Regions from separate parts of the Mus musculus genome. Here region 2 is linked to region 1. The links are chromatin contacts, called in public ChIA-PET maps. All regions are on one chromosome and are shown on one strand. The core of a region is the stretch at or near the end of the contact, and the rest is flanking DNA. Distances in the headings are between cores, read along the strand shown. Region 1 overlaps Nol10 (nucleolar protein 10). Region 2 overlaps Hpcal1 (hippocalcin-like 1).

Region 1 (3,912 bases), core at 910-3,409:
TACAGGCACCTGCTGTGTTTGGTGTGGATAATGGTGGGTCAGGCACAGTCCAGCCACCTGTCACTTTGGCTTTTCTAGCCAGTACTTTTGAGTTTTTTAAATTTTGCATTTTGGGGCTAGAAAGATGGCTCAGTGGTTGAGAGCATTGACTGCTCCTGCAAGACCCAGGTTCAATTCTCAGCATCCACATGACAGCTCACAACTTTTTGTAACTTAGCTCTCAGAGGCGCAGACGCCCTCTTCTGGACTTTCCAGGCACTGCATGCACATTTTGCATAGGCTAACAACTCAGGCTAACAACACTAATACACGTAAAATAAAAATAAGTTCTCAAGATTTTATTTCTAAGTATGGCAGTTTAATCTCCAGAAGTGGTGACCTTAGTTTATTCCTTTGGCTCTGTCTTGAGATGTATCCGTTCTAGTTACTGTTTAACTTAGCAGCGGATGACCAGCTCACGGCATTCCTGAGTTCTTGGAAACACTACCCTGATGCTTACAGGAGTTAAGCATTCTGCTTGGTAGGCTTTGAGTTTAAGGGTTTTGAGGACTTGTGGGAAACTTTTCATATCTTAGATCAATAATTTTTCGGCAACCCTAACTAATTGATAGAAAAACACTATTTCCCTATGCAGAGTGTACTTGCACACTTCTACACTTAAGAGGCTGACTGAGGCAGGAGAACCAAGAGTTTGAGGCCAGCTTGGACTATGTAGTGAGACTCTGGATCAAAATAATAATAATAATAATAATAATAATAATAACACCACCACCACTAATCAGTTGTCTTACTGTTTTTCATTGTATAAGTACATACATGGTGTGTAATTAGAGATAGTTTGACTTTGTAGATAAGGCTTACCTGGAACTCACTATGGAACCCACACAAGCCTCAAACTCACCATCCTATCTCTACTTTCTGAATGTTGGGATTATATTTGTGTGCTATCGTACTAGCTCGTATTTCCAAGAACTCCCAAGATAGTATAAAGGTGTTCATTTGACCTGGCTCCCATCCTACCTAAGCCTAGCAGTAGCTCCATTTGGATGTGTCCTTCCAGACCCCTTTATGCTATGTTTCCCGTGCCCTGGGTTTCTGGGACCAATGACCCCTTTGTCTCTTTTGATCCATGCTGTTGTAGTTCTTGTTCTCTTCCTCTTTTCTTTGCCCTCTCCTTCCCACTTCAGTGGGAGCTTGCTAGGCGAGTTTCACTGTTGAACAAGAACTTGGCTACCTTTTTTCATCAACCTCGAAATAACCATCCTGCCTGGGCTTCAGCTCCACCCACTTCTGCCCTGGGTGCACCACATCCTGGTGTCTTCTGGTAATGACTTATCGCTGCAAGAGCTGGCAGAACTTGTCAGCATCCCCATTTGAAGACATCACACTGTAATTACAGCAATCAATTTTATTTTGGTACTTTTTGTTTCTTAAGACTAAGTGCTTCCTCTTGACTAACAGATTACCTGGCTTTGTGTGACCTGCTTTCCTTGTTTCTCTTTTTTCTTGTCTTTTTCCATTCCTGCCTACCTCTGGGCCCTCTTCTTAGTTTTCAATAGTACAGTAGATGTCTCTCCACACTTAAAGTGGAATGTTGGAGCCTTCACCATATAGTGACTGATGCTCTGGCCTCACAGGATTCTGGGTTGTACTTGGTTGTCTCTGGGGTTTGGTGGCACTGCTACATAGCTTCCCTTTAACCCTAATGTCTTCTACTGTGCCCTAGCACCTCTGAGACTTTGAGTCTTCTTCTGTTTTGTTTTGAACAGGTCAATTCATTTCTAAAACAAGGCCGTCTGATATGCTGATAAGACAGAGAAGATTTTTGAGTCTGAGTCCTTTCCATTAGCTTCTTTCTTTTATGTGGCACTATCTGGGTTGTGTCTCCATTTTATTTTCTCTATGTGCCATTGCTAAAAGCTGTCTTTGATGATTTCAGTAATTCACTTTTGCTTACTGTTTTAGGGGAAAATATTTACTTCGTTGGAGCCAGAACATGATCTTAATGATGTTTGCCTCTATCCCAGCTCAGGTAGGCTCACGCTCCTGCGCTTGAGTTTTAACTGCATTTGCTTCATAAGATCACACTTGGATTGCTCAGGACAGTTCTTGAGTTTTTCATCTACTTGGAAGAAGAAAGGACAGGAAGTGGTATGGATGATTCAGAAAGGCGCTCATGACTCAGTACTCAGCCCGCCTAGCTATTAGTAGAAACTAGTAACAAATGTAGGTAGGTGGCAGGTGAAATGCTATTTTGGTGTATTCTTTTATGTGATTAGTAATGGCATGTGGAAATTGAGGTTAGAGATTTGAAGGAGGATGGTAATAAAGGTTTGGAGATACTCTGCATCAGGTACTGTTCAGCAAATTATATGATAGGTTTTGAAATTCAGCAGTACCTTCAGGGCAGCTCTCAAATGGGGTCTGAGAAAAGAAGGAGAGAGCCCTCCCACTCTCAAGCCCTGTCCTCTGTTGACGGGGTAGAGAGGAAAGCCTGACATGCCCCACTGCACACATGCCGGCAGTACTGTGCCAGCATGTCACAGGGAGTCGTGAGCCAGAGCTGGGGGTGGGGCGGAGGAGCAGGGGAGGCTTTCAGGGTCTTATGTGGAGGGCAGTCACGGAATGGGGTTAGAGTGGCTTTGTGGGTAAGGTGATTCACCAAGAAGACAATGTCAGAAGAGTAACAGGGTCGTGGGAGGGCTGAAGGGAAAGGACAGGTGGGTGCAGGTGGTCACCTGACCAGCTGGGCTCCATCTGTCACCAGAGGGCCCACACAGATAAAGAGTGGGCCGCCTTAGAACTGCAGGACCCATGAAATAGTGTCCTGAGTTGAGCAAGCCAGCATGTGTGTTTCTGGCATTTACGTATTAGGCATTGACAATGAGGGGTAGTGATAGTTTGCCACAGTTCAACACCTGGCACACCGTAACGTATATGTCTAGGTTAGCAGGTAAGAATGTTCTTAAGTAAGTACAGATTGATCATTGAAGAAGCCAGAGTGGGTATGAAGACCCAGGGGACATAGGAGACTTGAAATAGCAGAAGCCATTCCATTTCGAGCAATGGGGAGAAGAGCGAATGGATACAGCAGCATCAAAGAACCATGTATTACTGATGCTCAGGTCCAGCCTGAGACAGAGCCTGTGGCTTTGTACCTGGGGCCTGGAGGAAAGAGCAGACTCACTGCTTTGAGTATGAGTGAGAAATACAAGTCTATCACTTATCGTATTATAATCCTGTATAATCAGTGGCCCAGAATTAGTTCTTTCTATCTGGCTTTTGGGTTTGTTTATTTATTTATTGCTTGCTTGTTTGTTTTTGTTTTATTGAGATTCTCCCTATATATTTCAGCAGCTTCCCTGAAGCAGTTTCTTGCCCAACCAGGCTTCAAACTCATGATCCTCTGCCTCGGCCTTCTGCGTACTGCAATTGTGGGCTGGTGACATCATATCCAGCCCTCTGTCTTGTACCACAAGTGGTCATAGAAGTAGGGTAATTTACCAGGGTTAGTTACCTGCCTGGTATAAGGCAAGGCCTTGGTTAGAACCTTCTGAAGTGGACTCTAGTTACATGCTCCTAGTGGGGAGGGACAGGCGGTGGAGGGCCTTGTCATTTCATTTATTAGAGTTGCTGGGTCTTATGCTGATGAGTGTGGTCACTTCTGCAAAGTTGAGGGACTCATTGAGGGGAAGGTGCTGAGGTATTGAAATGCCCTCATGTGGATTCTGGGCTACACAGAAGCTCAGTGAGCCCAGTGAAGTAGTAGATGGAAAAGGGGGAGGAGAAAGATTGGTAGGTGAGGGAGAAGCAGTCTGAAAGGGTGGCAGAGAGTGATAAGGGGACCTCACTCAGGAATATACCCCCTCCCCCTGGCACAAACACACATTTCCTCTTCCTCATCGTGTTAAC
Region 2 (3,743 bases), core at 289-2,788, 340 kb after region 1:
CATATCAGCAGCTTCTGGAAACTTCCCTCTTCCCTGTCCCTTGCTGTCACAGCTTATTTTATTCTCTTGGGACAAGGGATATCCCTTTTTCCTCCTGTCGCCTCCAGTGCTGTTCTCCAGCCCTGCGTGTGGCACACAGTCCTCAGAACGCTCTTTGGAGAGTTGTCTGCAAAGTCCAGTCACTACTCTGAGACTGGCTGGTATCCCTGTGCTGGACTTGGGTTCCTGGAGACTTCCCATGTGTGTATCAGCCTGGATGCTTTGCCTCTGTTCAGGGTGGTTCATTTGCCTCTTAGGACTTCAGGGCATCCCTCAGCTCCCTACCTCCTCCTAACAAATTCTTTGTAGTCTTCTATGGACCTGGAAATGTGGCCATGGGTGGGATTATCACACTGATGCTCAACCCCAGATGAGCTGCAGAGGACCAGCTCATTTGAGTGGGCTCATTGGCTCTGTCCATGCTGTGAACCTCAGTGTGTGTTTTATTAACATTTTAGGAAGGTTTAATTATACAGGCCTTAGCCCAGACTGGGGATGGAACTCAGCTGCTAGAAGGCTTGCCTGGCATGCATGAAGCCCTGCAGGTGATCTTCAGTATCATATAAACCTAGTTGTGCTGGAGCGTGTCTGTAGTTAAAGCCCAGCATTAAAGGTCGAGGCATGCTGATCAGAAGTTCAAGGTCATCCCTGGCCGTGTAGAGAGTTCAAGGCTAACCTGAGCTATAGGAGCCCCTGTCTCGTTCAAAACAAACAAACCTTTAGCTTTAGTGTGGAGAACACTAAGCAGGACAGCCTCTAGACCCTTCCATGTCTAACCCATTGTTCTTGAAACCTGCACCCATTCTTTATAATTTTGGATGTGCTCAAGAATTCCTAGGTCATGTTGGGTGGCCTTGGGTCTGTGACAACCTTGAGAGCCATTCGAGATATGATCGACAAGCAAAGAACCTGGTATGTGGGAGGGACCAGGGCCTGTGACAGGGAGATGTCCCTGGCGCTGGCCTCCCGACAATTACCAGAACAGAAACTCTGTAGAGGGCCAGGTAAGAGCCACATTACTGCTTTGGGGCTCTGGCTAGGCCTTGGACTGACTCCTCACTTCAGCCCTGTGGATAAGGGCCACACTAAGAGGAGTCAGACATGGCTTTGGGGTAGAATAACACATGAATCCACTCTCAAGCTACATGGAAGTAGCAGATGCTGGGAGCAAGATGCTGCCCTGTTCCCTGGCATCAGGAAGGACACCAATAAGAAGCCTGTGATGCCTCCATCCTTCCCACAGGCCTGAGGGAGACTGAGTCTGATGCGAAACAAGGAGCATCCCCAACAGTACAGGTCTGGAAAAGGCTGGATTCAGCAGAGACTTAAGGGGCCTTTACCTTGCCCTACATGTGTCAGTACAAAGGACTGTGTCCTACTCTAAGAACAGGCGCGGGGTTCCTCAGCCACAGATGCTGAAGCAGAAGTGACATTCTGTGAACTCAATGCTGGACCTGCTTATCAAACCCCACCCTTCCTGCCTTGACAGAAGAAGATGACACAGTGGTTCCCAGAGGGGAAGTGACTCTTGGAGATGACAGTGAGTTGGGGCAGAGCCTCCACTGTCTTCCCTTCCATTTAAGTGTCCTCAGCCAGTGTCTCCCCAAGAGGTGTCTTATGTTCTTGGGGCCTCTCTCAACTCTAGCTGCCACCCCATGCCCACCCTCAGTATTTCTCAGCAAGACCATGTTGGGCCCCCCAACTTTTTTTCACTAAGCTTCCCCCTAAAGGGGGTGGGAGATAAGGGTAAGGCTGTGGCCCTGGAACTCCTGAGTGTTATGATTTAAAAGAAAATGGTCCCTATAGGTTCATAGGGAGTGGCACTCTTAGGAGGTGTGGCCTTGTTAAAGGAAGTATGTCACTGGGGATGGGCTTTGAGGTCTCAGATGCTTAAGCCGGGCCCAGAGTGTCATCGTCACTTCCTGCTACCTGCAGATCAATATGTAAAACTCTCAGCTACCTCTCTAGCACTATGTCTGCCTGCACACTGCCTGCCATCCTTCCCACCATGGTGGCAATGGACTAAATGTCTGAAACTGTAAGCAAGCCCCAATTAAATGCTCTCCTTTATAAGAGTTGCTGTAGTCATGGTGTCTCTTCACAGCAGTAGAAACCCTGAAGACACCAGGTTTTTGTCTAAAGGAAAAATGGTCTGATACTTGTTTACACCTCAAAAGAGACAACTGCAGTAGGTAGGAGTCATCTCCATTGTGTGTGTGTGTGTGTGTGTATATGTGTGTGTGTGTGTGTGTGAGAGAAAGAGAGAGAGAGATTAGTGTAACTTCCAATACAAAGATATGGGCTAGGGAAAGAGAGCGAGGGAATGAGAGACAAAGAAAAGGGGAGAGAGGGAAACAGAGACAGACTGTGGTTGTGTGTGTGTGCCTGTGTGTCTTGTCTCTCTCTGTCTCTCCCTGTGTCGGTCTTTAGATGGAAGATAACCAAGTCAAGCCCTCTACCCCTGGAGGTTAGGGGTGAGGAACTTGAGTGAATGTGAATGGTAGGTCATCAGATAGAGTGGAGTCGAGTTGTTCAACTAATTCAGCAGGTTCTTGCTAGCCCTAGGCTAGCAGGCCAGAGTGGGTGGAGTGGGGCAGGTTATGGCCCAGCCAATGATGGCTTAGAGAAGCCTGGTGTGGCCAAGGAAGGCATCTCAGCCAGGGGCTGTGAGGGAGTTTGTAGGGTCACAGGATGTGGGGACTATTTGGGCTAGTCCTTGCCTGAGCTCTGTTGTAAGAGGCCCAGCCTGCTCTTAGCCTCTGTCCGTGGTCTTCCTTCAGCCTTCTGAGCACTGTGAATAGTAGACTGAATTTTCTCATTTTAAAATTGACTGATTCCTCTGTGAAGAAAATCATCAGTCTAGAGGGTTGGCCAGTACCTGAGCTCAGAGACAGAGGTTTGTGTCTCTCTCACCCCGGTTCCTAAGAGCTTTCTAGGGAGGGGTAGTTAGCCTGTTTCAGGTCAAGGGAGCCAGCACTGGGACATGGCTTCTCCTGTGCCCACACATCCAGGTCAGGGACTTCCTGTTCATCACATGGCCATATACCCAGAATGGGAGCTTCCTGTGTTCAGTGGCTTCTGTGCTCAAGGCCCTGTTCTCACCTCTGCCCCAGCTTTCCTGTTGAGAATTTCTTAGCACACACTCTTGAAGCCCATATGTTCTGGTGGTCAACCTTGGCCATTTTGGTTTTGATTTTATTTCATTTTTATTTTTTTGACACAGTGTCTTACTGTATAACTCTGGCCAGCCTGGAACTTACTATGTAGATAGACTAGGCTAGCCTTAAACTTATAGAGATCTGCCTGCCTCTTCTCCCCTAGGTCTAGAATTCACCACCACCATGGTCTTGGTTTTGATTTTTGAAGAAAAAAATTTAATTCCGTTTTTACACACAAACTTGCATATTTTGGTAAGACTAGAAAATACAGGAAAGCAAAGCCCCCCACCCCCACCCCCCGAAAGGGCCCTCCTTCTCCATGGCCAGCAAGATGGCTCTGCAGATAAAGACACTTCCCTGTGAGTACGACAACCTGAGTTTGGTCCCTGAACAGCACATGGTATAAAGAAAGAACTAACTCCCTCACGTTGTCCTCTGGCTTCCACACATGTGCTTTGGTGTGTGTACCCATACACACACATATACATCAATACACACACAAATGCGGTTTTTACAAATTCTCATCATTGCCCTGTTCGACCCTAT

What was found. ChIA-PET counts read pairs in DNA pulled down with a chosen protein or histone mark.
Region 2: an RNA polymerase II ChIA-PET map of effector CD8 T cells shows a contact between it and region 1, with 41 read pairs. The contact joins two enhancer-like sites. A contact is called at or near these places in 3 of 115 datasets of contacts at active chromatin or transcription factors (T-cell acute lymphoblastic leukemia, effector CD8 T cells and memory CD8 T cells) and 1 of 9 other capture datasets (adipose tissue).

Annotation. Positions count from the first base shown.
Region 1 is chr12:17,371,597-17,375,508 of GRCm38.p6, forward strand. It overlaps Nol10 (nucleolar protein 10), which reads left to right. Exons shown (of 21, transcript NM_001008421.1): 12 at 1,966-2,032. Among named protein-coding and RNA genes, the nearest start is that of Mir3066, 18 kb to the left of the region's middle. Within about 2 kb of position 2,160, at least 41 of the 459 cell types and tissues checked have an H3K27ac peak or open chromatin away from gene starts, as enhancers often do. A contact at or near this core is called in effector CD8 T cells and memory CD8 T cells, where this site is marked.
Region 2 is chr12:17,714,378-17,718,120 of GRCm38.p6, forward strand. All of the region lies in intron 1 of Hpcal1 (hippocalcin-like 1), which reads left to right. It overlaps Gm40842 (a long non-coding RNA gene), which reads left to right. Exons shown (of 3, transcript XR_001780564.2): 2 at 1-3,743. Among named protein-coding and RNA genes, the nearest start is that of Gm40842, 4.9 kb to the left of the region's middle. Within about 2 kb of position 1,539, at least 88 of the 459 cell types and tissues checked have an H3K27ac peak or open chromatin away from gene starts, as enhancers often do. A contact at or near this core is called in effector CD8 T cells and memory CD8 T cells, where this site is marked.